2 separate regions of the Mus musculus genome follow, and region 1 is linked to region 2. The links are chromatin contacts, called in public Hi-C maps. All regions are on one chromosome and are shown on one strand. Each heading gives the region's core, a stretch centred on a gene start, on an enhancer-like site or on the middle of the called end of the contact. The rest is flanking DNA. Distances are from core to core; before and after follow the strand shown.

Region 1 (6,857 bases), core at 4,350-6,849, 660 kb before region 2:
CTATCCTTTGTTTTTGCTTTTCCTATAGCATCTTTCCACTTTCTAGCTATGCAGACAAGGCTGGCTTTGAACTCCTGAACATCCTTTTTTTTTTTTTTTTTTTTTGTTTCCTGAGTGCTACACATGTGCTCTAACTGGGGCCTCAAGAAGAGAAGATAGCATATGGAAAGATAGCCATGTAATAGAACAGGGGGACGGCTGATACAAGCCAGGAATTGGAATCACAGGTCGCACTTTGACCTTAGACTTGAGCCTCCTGCACTGTGAGCAACAGCTTCCCACAGGCTTAGTCCAGACATGCTGTACTTTACTATGATAGACAAGAGATTAGGCAGACATGGCCACCTTTCTGCCCCAACTGCTACCCTTGAGGACCCATTCTCCTGGTGTCCAGGTGAGGCCTTGGCCTCTTCAGTTTCCTGCCACAACTTGGACCTGGAGCAGGTACTGGCCAGGCAGATCTCAAGTGCAGATAAGTCAGTACAGGGTCCCAAATCCTGACATATCGGGGCATCCCAGTGACCTCCTAAGATGGACATGTCAGGGCCACAGCACTGTGTTTTAACCTAATCAGAAAGTTGCTGCCCTTGGGGGCATGCCCTGGACATCAGATCCTGTCCAGTAAGGCTTGCCTGAGAACTATCTTTTTCTCCCTGGTCCCTGCTTTAGCAAAGAAAAGTGTGTGTGTGTGTGTGTGTGTGTCCGTCTGGGTGCAGTAGCACTGCCACGTGGGGGTTGGTGGCTTCTGAAAACTAGATGTCCTTGTCCTGGGACCATCACTGCCTGCTTCAAACCCACCTGTGAGACCCAGACCAGAATGTGGCCTTTGTTGCCACCTGCTGGCCAATCTCATGACAGTTTGAACAGCTCCACCATCCTCAGCTTTACCAGTATCCGTGCTGGACAGCTCCCAGGGCCTGACCAAAACCAGGTGCTCTCTGTGGTCCTGATTAGCTGCCTATAGGCAGCATTCACAGACCCTCAGAGCTTTGCCCTCTGCCTGTGAAGGCCAATCTGCTCCTAGCTACTTGATCCCCATCTCAGGATCCAGAAGTCAGCATTTCCAGGCCTTCTCTGTAGCAGAGGCTACAGTGCCATGGTGGGTCCCTTCCTTGGATGCTAAGACCAGTAAACATGGTGAGAAGGCATGGCTGGTCACCTTGCAGGATATGGAGCAGAATGGGACTCACACGCATCTGATGACTCAGGGTTCCCTGTGATGGGCAGTATCTTCCCAGGCTACTGTGACCAGGACCTAGTGATGAGCCCTTCCCTTCTTCAGGTCATATACAGACCCACTCCACCCAGGGCCTGAGATAGAGTTCATTTGAAATGGGAGCCTCCCTGATGAAGTGCCCAAATTGACAGAGTAGTGTTGATTTTCTCCTCTCAACTCCAGGGCCTGACAGTCATTGTCTTAACTTGGGTTACATAGGACTGGGAGTCTGCAGGTGTCCAGAAAGGAAACTCTTCAGACTGCCTCCGTTATCCTGGATCAGCTTGGAGAGTGTGATGCCAGGCAGTTATTGTCAGCATATTTAAAACAGTACAATTTGGGAAGAAGTTTCTGGGCAATGATTATCACTCCCATTCTGGGTACACAGTAGAGCTTAGGTGTGACTACATAGAAACTCCTTTAAAGAGTAAACATGAACATGAGGATGGGTTCTATAGCTAAAAGGCCTAGAATATAGTGTGGTCTCTGACAGCATAGAAATCAGTGAGCCACAAAGTACTTTTGGCATCTCCCCTAAGGATGGATTCTACTAAATGTGAGAAGATAAAGGTTTAGGGGGGAAGAGTCTAGGATAAACATTCTGGAAAAGGTCTGCATCCAAAGACAGCAAAAAGGTCACCAGGGTGTTAACAAAATCCACTCCCAGCCTTCCAGGCAGGAAACAAGCATTTTATCCCCTCTATTAAGGGAACACCCCTGCATGATTAACATTCCTAGTTCCCTTAGAGATCTGTGGGCAAAAAGACCTTTATGTTCCCAACAGGTAACAATCACTGTGATGAAATGCCAGGAGCAAAAGCAAGTTGGGAAAGAAAAGGGCTTATCTGGCTTACACTTCCACATCACAGCTCATCAGTGAAGGAGGTCAGGTCAGGAACTTAAACAGGGCAAGAACTGGAGGCAGGAGCTGATGCATAGTCCATGGAGAGGTGCTGCTTATTGACAAGGTCTCCATAGCTTGCTCAGCCTGCTTTCTCATAGAACCATGATCATCAGCCTAGGTCAGCCCCTCCCACAATGGGCTGGACCTGCCTCTATAAATTTCTTTTTTTTTTAAATATTTATTTTATTTATATGAATACACTGTCGCTGTCTTCAGACACACCAGAAGAGGGCATCAGATCCCATTACAGATGGTTGTGAGCCACCATGTGGATGCTGGGAATTGAACTCAGGACCTTGGGAAGAGCAGTCAGTGCTCTTAACTGCTGAGTCATCTCTCCAGACCCTTCGTAAATTTCTAATTAAGAAAATGCTCTACAGGCTCACACACAGCCTAATCTTATGGAGCCATTTTTCTCAGTTGAGGTTTTCTCCTCTTGAATGACTCTAGCCTGTGTTAAATGGCATAAAGTTAACCAGCACAATTACTGAGCCCCCATGCATGCCGAGGCTTCAGGCCTTGAGTACTCTATACCAAAAGGGGGAGAAAGGAAGAGAAAGAGCAGTATGGGGGTGCTGGGGCTGGTTGTTGGCTTTTGACACCTCAAAACCCATTCCCAAGTGACATACTTCCTCCCAAACAGTTCATCAACTGGGGACTAAGCATGCAAATATATGTGCCTATAGGTGTCATCTTCATCCAAGCCACCACAACTAACATGTAGGGTGTGGGAACTGAACTCAAATCCTTTGTTAAGAGCTTTGAGTGCTCATAACAGCTAAGCCCTCACTCCAGCCCAGCCACTCACTTCTTATTACCATCTGCCAAAGAGGAACTTGGCTTTGATATTTGATAAAGATCTCATCTTTCCATGAAACTTCAGCAAGATTATGTAGCTCTGCCCAACTGCTGAACCCAGCATCAGGCTCTCCAGATTATCATGAATATCCACCCTATCCCAGGACAACCTTTGGCTCTGCATGGAGGACTGGGTATCTAGAGCCTTGGAATGGCCCGAGGAAGGAGGGAGAACAATAGGCTGGACAACTGGGAAATGTGTTTTCCAGGTTGTTTCCTTCCCAGGTGGTCTAGAATATGGTGCATGGCTTGTGGAGGGAGATAGGCAGGATTGGGTAAATGGCTTCTTGGGTACTTGTGGCCTAGTGGTTCCAGACATCAAGAAAATGCAGTGGGGCCCTGCTGCCATGGACTGGACTCAGTCTGTCTCTCAACCCAAGGGGAACCAGGGCTTTGGTGTTCAGGTGAGCAAGGAGTCGGTGGAAAGTGACAAACAGACACTGACATAGAGAGAGTGCTGTATCTGAATGTAATTTCTCAAAGAGAGCATCAGACTTATATTACAGAAGAAAACAAAGAAGTTAGGTGACACATCAGCCAAGGTACATTGAAGTTATCTGACACAAAACAAAAATGCATGCATAAAGATCAGCAGGAACTAGGCAGTGGTTAAAACTGAGATAAAAGGCAGCCCTTTCTAAAGTCAGCCATTAGGGAGCCAGGTGAAGATTTCATACCCTAGTCACAATTTATGCTATTCCTCTGAGCCTTGTGAAAGCTTGAACCAGGGGATTCTGCTCTTGCTGGCCTTTTCATGAATAATGCAATATTCCTCCTTAAACCACAACCCTCCTTCTTCCCAGGCCATTGTAAATTCCTGCATATGGAAGTGACTCGGCTATAATTCTAAGTTTGCTTTGTAGAACTTGTCCTGAGATTTCTAGCTCTTACCCAGTAAACTGCAGTGTCTGATTTCTTTCACTGTCTATCAACACTGGAGGCATTTCGTCTGAATGAGTAGCATTACCTATAATACAATACCGACTATTGCAAGGACAAATCTGGAGCATTCATGCTATGGGATACCAAGGCTCCAGGAGACTAAGTTTCCATGAAACTTTTTGCCTCAGGACTGCATCCAAGCTTTTGGGCCTGTCACGCAGACTTCACTGGAGTGGGTGTGGCACCCTGCTGTACAGGAGAGCTGGGGATTTGGCTTAGGGCTTGGTCCAGGCGACTCCCAGGAATGGTACAGGGGCCCAGTGCAGGTAGGAAGTGACCCTCTGACCTTAGGTACCTTAGGCACTTTCCTCATTTTGGAATAATGGGAATTGTCTCTAGATGCTTCTCCTGACCCCACTTTGCTGTCAGTCCCTCTGCTTTTCAAGTCTCCAATTTTACCCTGGGTAACATCAAGATGGATACCATGATCAGATGTCATCATAAAGATAAGACAGAGAGATGCTCAAGCATGTGGCTGATACCCAGGGGTGGGGAGGCCAGATTCACCACCCACTGATACTTCACTTAAAGCCCCTACTGTGACACTGGGCTTTCCACCTAAGAGAGGTTCCTGTAGAGCAGCCTTCCCAGAGGGTGTGGACAGAAGGCCTAAGAGAGTGAAGCAGTGATACAAAGCAGACCCAACCCTCCAGACCCTTCTGTCAGGCTGTCCTGTCATCAACACCCACCTGTGTGGGTGGCTTTGCTTGTTTATGTAGTATGTATACATATGGGGAGTCCAGGAGATCGAAGTCATGTCATCAGGCTTGACAGACAGCAGGTGCCTTTATCTGCTGAGACATCTCACTGGTCTCATATTAGGGTTTTTCTGGAAGGCACTTTGTACCAATGAGCAAACTCCCAGGGCAGGTGCTGGCATGGTCTATGTCATCCCGTGGCGGGATAAGGTGTGGGTTCATAGACTATTAGCTTTCTTGGGTGGAGATTGTTCTGCTGATTGCCTGTGCACTCCGCTGATAGCATACCCCTGCTCTCAAAGCCCAGGGGTGTTTTATAGACAGAACACGTGAAGGGAATTTCATTGATAAACAGACTTCTGGTGGCTCTGCCTACTGTGAGAGCTGGCTAAGGTCCTGCCGACTGTCCTGTGTGACACTAGTGGTCCTCAGCGGCTTACTGTGTGTCCACAAGTATGGCTCCATCTCCTCTGGTTGTTTCCTGGTTCAGGATGGATTAGATGGGGTCTCTACTCAAACAAAATGATAAGTAACCATGGGGTGTTAGTATTTTCTCTAGGCTCCACCCAACAGTTACCTAGCAACAGCCACGTACTAGCTTGGCTCACATATAAGAAGTCTCTCTCTCTCTCTCTCTCTCTCTCTCTCTCTCTCTCTCTCTCTCTCTCTCCTTCTCTTCTCTGTCTCCCTCCTTTCTCTGCCTCTACCCCCTTCACCAGGTCCCTTTACTGCAAATATACTCTTTTATAATAAGCCTGTCTTATGGCTGGTTCTCAGTGGCCCTCCCAGGTGTTCCCTTCTGCCTCACCGCCATTTTATAAAACATAACATGAGGCTCCCCCACCCCATGCAGTTAGGGAGTTAGTGACATCTGATGTGTTATTTATAGGGTCTGAGACACAAGTGGAACAGAGCAGCTAGCTTGCTGCGGTCACTTCTTTCTCTGAGACAGTCATGTGTGACACAGTTTCTGGGAAACACGAAGAATTCAGTCTGGCTGGAGAAATACCAGTTAGCAAGCATGACACATCACAGCGAGCTGAGCTATAGCTTGTCAGGGCAGGCGACCTTGGGAATTCATGTCTTGACTTTACACTGAAGACATAGAGGGGGCCTGGCTGCCATTTCTCTGGCTCTGTAGCTGCTAGCAGCTGTCAGATCAGTACCAGAGCTGTGAGATTCTATTATCTGATATGAAGCCAGCCCTGCCTGCCATTAAGGCACATTTAGCCATAGAAAACTGAATGTCAAGGCCTTTGCTGGTTTGTGTGACTCTGGCTGACACAGAAGAAATTGAAGGGCAAGCCAGAGCCACAGGGAGCAGAAAGGCCTGCAGGTAGCCATAGAACTTCCTCCACTGTCTACCCAGAAGGCCCAGTCATAGAGGGTTTGCATAGGTGAGACCTCTGGTGTCTTGTGACGAGGTCAAGGGAATCCCTGGGTCCCACGAAGCAGCTCAGGTCTGGCCTCCTGCACTGGGGAGGAGGTGAGTGTCAATGATGGAGTAAACACTTGTCAGTTCAGAACAATGTCTATTTGTGATCTAGTTTCAGAGTGTCAGAGATCCACTCGGTTCCTGTGTGTCTCCAGCTCAGAGTCTCTGTGATGGCATCAAGCTGGTTATGGCAACTGCAGCCCTCACACAGCACCATGGAGCTGGGGAGCACCTGCTCAAGTTCATTCCTCATCTAGCTGCCTCCTAGCCACCTGGAAATCAGGCTAGGACCATGGGCATGTTCTCACAAGACCAGTTACCCAGATTAAGTGGGAAGAGCCAGACCAAGGGGGAGAGAGGGGAGGGGAGGGCAGGGGAGGGGAGGGTGTCCACAGGAACTGTAGAGCTCTTGCCTTCTCTGAACACTCTCTTCCATCATGGCTGGCCTCATGATTACACTCCAGTGTGGTAAGGGCCCTCACAATATGTGAGGATCCCAGAAAAATTCTTGGGAGCTGACAATAGGGATCCTGTCCAATGCCTTGGCACAGTGACTGAGCCAGTAAGGTAGAGATGTGCATGATTTCAGACTCCCTGGGGGCAGCAAGGAGAGAAGTAGGGCAGGAGACAGCACAGTTGTGCTGAGATGGGCAGAGCTGCTCTTCAGCAGCAATGCCAGGCCTTGATACCTCCTGTACCCCAGTGTATTCCTCATTACCCTGACAACACTGGGGCTCTTAGGCAGGGGGCTCCTGTGCAGTCGCCCACTTCCTGGGTCATTTCACTGCCTACTTGGTCTCAGCC
Region 2 (6,866 bases), core at 3,229-5,728:
GAGAGAGAGAGAGTGTGTGTATATGTGTGTGTGTGCATTTGTTTGGATGCATGGGTATATGTGTATGTGTGTGGGGGGTATATGTGTGTGTGTGTGGTGTGTGTATATGTGTGTATGGTGTGTGTGGGTGTGTGTGAGTGAGTGAGTGAGTGAGTGAGTGTGTGTGTGTGTGGTATGGTTGTATATGTGTGGTGTGTGTAATATGTGTGTGTGCATGTCTGTGTGTATACCTGCACTGTGTAACTACCAGGAAGATGAAACTTTATTTCTATCTCACAATTTTTATAGAATAACTTTTTATTAATAGCCTTAAGGGCAGTACCCACTGACCTGACTTCCTAAGTCCTCACAGACATCTAGTGGTCAGGGGTGTTCTTTCTATGCATCAGTCATGAGACATTTAGTGGCATCTTCACTTCTATGTGACCCCACCCCTGCCAGGAGAGCACTGAGGACTCGGAAGCATGTCTCCTTTCCTTCTGCTGTGTCTTCACCTTGTGTTTTCCAGTTGCATGCTAACTCCTCAGCCTGTGCTCTTGCTAGAGATGCTCTGGATGCTGATACCACCTGTGCTACCTTTGCCTTCTACACTCAGCACACACACTTCCTGTGTTCTAGAAGGAGACCTCTTCCATCCACAGCAGTTACTCTCCTTGTCTTCCTTTGAGGCTGCCCCTACAGTCTTCCCCTTAAACACAGGATGTCCCCAATGCTCTCATCCTTCCTTTCATATGACATCAAAATTCAGATGAGCAGCACTAGCTCACTGTATGAGCATTTCTTCCAGAGCAGCTGTTTCCAGCTTGGTGTCAGCATCCCTTGGTGCTTCCAGAAGCCTCCATTTCCACACCCAATTCACCTTCCACCAAATTCTCTCAATCTCTCTCTCTCTCTCTCTCTCTCTCTCTCTCTCTCTCTCTCTCTCTCTCTCTCTCTGTGTGTGTGTGTGTGTGTGTGTGTGTGTGTGTGTGTGTGTGTGTGTGTATGTGTGTGTGTGTGCTTCTCTGGGTTTCTTACTTCTTTCTAATGATGTTAGTATTCAGAAGATGGAGAGCAGGAGGGGAGGACAGAAGTCCACCTACAAGGACACACATGTCTTCTGCATGTCTGGCAGATGCTCTATTCTGTTGCTTGTGTTAGGAGGTAGGTAGGTTTCATTCAGCAAGATCTTCAGCTCATTCTCTCTAGATGATTCTACACTAGCCAGATATAACAGTCCATTCTCCATATGGAAGTCAGAATAATTCAGTGTGAGAAAACAAAAGCAAGAGAAGACCTTTGCACACTTCTCAAAGATCTTCATGAACTTCTCTCATGACTCATGAGAACCTTGACAAAGGTCATCTAAAGTGTGGCACTCCCTTAAGAGCCACAAAGATACACAGACTGTCCTGGGCTCCTATCTAAGTACCTTGCACTGGCACAATCTGTATTTGAAGCTCTGTGTCCATGTGGATTCTTTGAGCTTCTTCTATATAGCTGATGTCTGGACCTGTCCTCTTTCTCCTCCATCCTATGACTGCCTGGACCCTCAAGAAGCACAATGGCCACTTGGTCTCCCAGGAAGACATTCCTGACACCCATGAGATGGAATCAAGTGTCTCCTCTGCTGCCACACGATTCTTTGCACACAGGATCGGGAACTAGCTGAATAAGACAGTAAGCTTAACTTGAAATAAGGACTGTTTTACTTAAAAATACTGGACCCCATTACTAATAAAGAGATTCATCCAGGGATCTTACACCAAAGGGATGAGTCAGCATGTTTTCCTGTGATTTGGTGGAATATAAATTCCCATCTTCATCCTCCAAACCCATGATGTTCAGAGTGGGAGTCACTAGCTACATACAGTGATATGAGTTTAAAATGGATGAAATAATGGTTGAAGGTCAGTTCCTAATTGCATCAGCCACATTCCAAATGCTCATCATGTGGCCCCAGTGACCAAATCTGAAAACATGGAGTATAGAACATTTGTCATCAAATGCCTTGGTTCCAGTATAAACTGGAGAGGGCTCTGCCCTCAGGGGACATCCATGGAGGGGGATGATTGTAAGAAGTAAAAGGTGGTGATGGCTGACCTTAATTAATAGCCACAACTGCATCAAGGAAGGACTTAGGAGAAAGTGAGGATTCATGAAGAACACCCAAGTTACTAGGATGCTGAAGAACACCAAGTTGCTGGGGTGCAACGGGTGAATGGAATACCAAGAGAGGTCTGCAGAATAATAAAACACCAGCACAGACCGAGGTCTTTATTCTGGCATATCAGTAGAGTCCCTCAGCCACTGTCCGTCTTAGTGCAGTGTCTGTTCCCTCAGGCCCTTCAGAGGAGGTCTGGAGCTAAGGATCGAGAGGTTATACCATCAGCCTGGTCCTAATCTGGGCCATTTCTAATCATGCCTTAATGTTAATTCCCCAATAGATACTGGACTGGGGAGGGTAATTTGACCAACTATGACAGGACCTGCTGAAGGGTCTAACCTGTGCTCCTCCAACCAGTAGGAACAGTGAGAGTGGCAAGGGACACCACTTACTTTTCCTACCTGATTTCTTCCTTTTCCTCACAGAGGGATACTTTAGCAATGGGACTGTGGTTGTGTTTATGTCCAGTGAGTCCGGCATCACATCTCTCGTAGCTCCCCATCCCCCATCTCACTCCAGCTCTGCCTCATTGGTGAATACTCTAAATGGAAGACATGCTCCAATGGCTGCCACTCATGACAAGAATGGTGAGAGACCAATGGTAGGACTGTGATGCCTGTTGTGGGATCAAGGCAGGAGTTAAACACATCCTAGGATATAGACAGGAGGGATCCTGGGCCTTCTAGTACTGCTGACATTAAAAGCTCACTGGAAAAGAACTTTGGGGAGGAAGCTCAGGTAAAGATGTAACACAGTGAGCTCTGGAGAGCCATTGGGTTCTGATTGAGCTTCTGTCCCCAGCCAAACCCCTGTCTGTCCCCAGAGCATACAGCATGATGCTGTGACTGAACATGTCATATAATTGATGTAGCTTCCCAGAAACCATGAATAGAAGGCCGGGAATATGGTTTAGCTGGTACAAGTGCTTGTCTATGATGCAAGCCCTGGGTTTCTTCTTCTGCACTGAAAACCCTGGGTATTGTGGTACAGTCTGTAATCACAGCAAAGAGGAGACAGGAGTTCAAGATCATGCTTGGCTATATATCCAGTTTGACACATGTTTAGGCTACATGTGACCTCACCTCAAAATTGATAGAGAGGGGGGGGGCGGGAGAGAGAGAGATTATAAAATAGATGGCTTCATTTTATCTTTTATCAAGAGCATGGAAAATATATAAACCAGACTGAGGTGGTCACCTTTGCTCTCTGTCTGGGCTCACCTTACACCTCCAATGCTACCTCAGAGAAAAAAATGACCTTGACGTAGTCTTAAAAATGATTGACATTTTCTAGAATTGGAAAGATACAGAGAGGTCCTGGTAGCCATCATGCCACGGCAGGGGGATGGAAGAGTCTGGCATGTGAAGGGAAGGCACAGGGGTCAGGGAAGCTGCAAAGGGATTGGGTGACAGACATGCTGCTGTGTGGAGGCTGCAAGGCCCATTGAGTACAGAAATGGATCACTTTGTGAGTCAAGTTTGTGGTGACCAAGTGTCCCTGGGGGTGCACACTTAGCCACTTGACAGGGTGGACACAGAGCAGTGGAGGTGCTGCTGTTTGTAATGACTTGTGACATTTTACATTTTTTTACTACTAAACTTCCTGCTCATTGCTTGTCCCCAAACACGGATTTTTATCCACTGTCTGGCAAGGAACCAGAAGCCCCAAGAGATGTGGCTGCTGCTTTGTGAAAGGACACACTTAAAAATAGCTTCCTTCCCATTAAGCCAGACCCAGCAGGAAGCAGGGCATCTGGGTGGAGAGACTGAATAATGTAGAAATGTCACAGCCCATGGGTGCCCTGAGTGGAGGCCTGTGTGAGGCTCCTTCATCTTCTTTGGTTTTAGCCCTAGAGATACAGCATTGATGTTCTCATCTGCCACTCTGGACTGCCTGTTGTGTCAAGTAAGGCATGCCTTCCATGAGATGCAGAGATGGGCAGCATGGGCTTGAGGTCACGTGGAGGCCACTGAGACACAACACAGCCCTGCCCTCCATGAGCTCAGGCCCTGTAAGAGGACAAAGCAGAGGACATAGGTAGTATTCAGTGAGGTGAGATCAAGCCCTCTGTTTTCAAAGCATGATGCTCCTGAGAGTGTGTCAGAGTGGCAGGAAGCTTAGATTGAGGAATTAGTGGAGCTTTCAGGAAACGGGACAGTAAAGTGAAGTTGCAAGTCCTAAAGCTTCCAGCAAAAATGGCAGTGAGCTGCAGGGGAGAAGATGGAGCTCTGCTCAGCTAGGAAAACATTACACCACATTTACACCACATATCTGCTTCCTCGACGTACTGAGACACTCCCTGCTTGGCTGTCTCACTTAACACAATGTTCTGCCTGGTTCCTCGTGTTGCTGCCAACAACAGGATTTTTTTTTAATGAGTGAATAATACATTGCACATATCCATTTAGTCATCAGTAGATACCTAGACAAATTTCATATCTTGGCTGCTGAGGAAGCTTGTCTAACCAAGTCTCTCAGAACATGTCCTTATGTGGAAATCAGGCACTCACAACTGTGCTTATTATAAGAAGGGAAAAGAAAGTTGGAGAAGGTAGCCAGGAACAGGGAGGACATAAACTTGGAGAGATGCTGACACAAGGTCTGGGTTGTCAGGACTACTAGAAACTGGAGGAAACACAGAAGTATGCTCCCTACGGTTGAAAGACTCACAGAAAGGGCCTCCTTACAACCCGAAGACACACAGCAGGATCAACTCTCTCACAGTTGGAAAAGACAGAAAAGGACCCTCCCTACCATCAAGAGGGGAGAGACTCTTCTATACTTTTGTTTTTGAGTTTCCAGCATCCAGAACTCTGAGATAACAAATAGGAATTGTTCTCAGCCACCCAGTCTGTGGTGTTTGTTTTAGAAAGCATAAAATATGGGCAGAGAGAACAGGACTTCCAAAACAGGTGTAATAGAACAGGACAGAGATGTCTGTGGCAGCCGGAAGTGAATGAAGAGGGACACATAATATCTGTCCCAAAATTCTATCACCAATCTAAGCCAACACATATAAGTGTGAAATCTCTCTAAAAATACCTCTACTTAGTATTCCAGTATTCACTGTGAAATGCAAGTGAAACAAACCATTAACAGAACTTTAAAGAATTCAGTGTTTTCTAGACTTTTTGGTCATGAAATCCTCTTGCATGTGCAGATTGATCTAATTGTGCATACACATGTGTGGGGTGGGGTGCACATATGTGAGTGTATGACTGTTGAGGCCAGAGGTCAATAATCAGGTGTTCCTCAGGCACTATCCCTGTGCTTTTATTTGGCTTTATTAAGATGGTTTCTCATTGGCTTGGGCTCACTAATGAAAGCTGGCTGGCTGGCCAATTGCCTTTAGGTACTTGCCTCTATCCATTCCTTAGGTGCTGAAATTACAAGCATATTCTACCATGTCTATCCTTTAAACTCAGGCTCACATGCTCACAAGATGAGCTCTTTACCAATCAAGATACACACACACACACACACACACACACACACACACACACACACACACACACACACACACCAACCTGTGCACAGATTTTTAAAGGATAGCTAAGAAACTGTCCCAGCAGTTCCCCCTAAGCTCTGCACTAACTATGACCAATCTTGCTTGGAAGCAGCTGCAACGTTGATAGCTGATTATACACACACACACTACTGGTGCTCGTGAATTAGATTAAATGAAGCTCTTCATGATGGTATTTTTTAAAGTGAAATCTTATATTCTTCTCATCAACAGAGTTTATTTGAACTCTGTGCTCTGAGCACAGACCAGAGCGGGAGCCAGAAAGACCAGGAAGAATGCCAGCGAGCTGTGACTACTCTGAGCTATCAGATGTGCTCTGACTGTAATGGGGAGCTAGCAGAAAAATACAGGAAGTGTTCATATCTTGCTGTCTATTAAAGAGCTATTGAAAATACTGTCTCTTCCCTCTGGCCTGCTGCACTGAAATATGCACCTTGCCTCACTGTTAGGGAAGGCTTTCTCATCCTTTTCTAAAAGATGTTATCCACTTTGAGGTAGATACCCCTATTCCTAAATGCTTGGGAAACACTGCCTGAGACAGATAGGTAGGATGACCTTGGATGTCACCTCCATGATGAGTCTATCCAGAATACTGTTGAGATTCTCTGTCATACTGTTGTTTCTCTGTCATATTGACTACACCTTGGCTCCTGGGAGGTAACTTGTCCTCAGGTCATGAGGGGACCTCCAGAGCATTCACATAGCCCCTGGATTATTTAGGTAATAGCACCAATTGTCAGAGTTTTATAACCATGTACTGCATATTGAGTTGACAGTTCTTGCTTAAACATCCCTTTAAATCTCAGAAAGGAAACAAAGCAGTCCCATGAAGCTCCTGAAAATTACAAGACGCATAGGGCCCCCCTCAAGATTAGACAAGCAAAAGTCATTTTTGGGGAGAGAAAACTCTCCCAGACTAACCCAGGCATCTGCCAGACATTCAGGGAGACCAACGCATGCATGTTGTCATCCAGGCTGGTGTGGCTTTTGGTGGCTTGGCTGCCTTTGATTCTGTAAGTGACCCCTTACCTATACCTCTGTGTGTAAGCCCAAAAAACTTGCTGGCTCACTACGCCAAAGTTTTTACTAGGGCTTTTCCTAGTACTCCACTTAGGATAAACAGACAACTGCTTACATCTTCCTGGGAAAATCACACAACACTCTCTTGACTGACTCAATAGGGTTTCAATTTCA

The links. A called contact is a pair of places that touch in the nucleus more often than the background predicts.
Region 1: a Hi-C map of cortical neurons shows a contact between it and region 2, with 3 times the contacts expected there. The contact joins two enhancer-like sites. A contact is called at or near these places in 2 of 484 Hi-C or Micro-C datasets (both in cortical neurons) and 2 of 115 datasets of contacts at active chromatin or transcription factors (SST interneurons and forebrain).

The regions. Positions count from the first base shown.
Region 1 is chr5:27,731,378-27,738,234 of GRCm38.p6, reverse strand. No RefSeq gene overlaps it. Among named protein-coding and RNA genes, the nearest start is that of Paxip1, 57 kb to the left of the region's middle. Within about 2 kb of position 5,599, at least 24 of the 459 cell types and tissues checked have an H3K27ac peak or open chromatin away from gene starts, as enhancers often do. A contact at or near this core is called in SST interneurons and cortical neurons, where this site is marked.
Region 2 is chr5:27,066,128-27,072,993 of GRCm38.p6, reverse strand. All of the region lies in intron 1 of Dpp6 (dipeptidylpeptidase 6), which reads right to left. Among named protein-coding and RNA genes, the nearest start is that of Dpp6, 20 kb to the right of the region's middle. Within about 2 kb of position 4,478, at least 13 of the 459 cell types and tissues checked have an H3K27ac peak or open chromatin away from gene starts, as enhancers often do. A contact at or near this core is called in SST interneurons and cortical neurons, where this site is marked.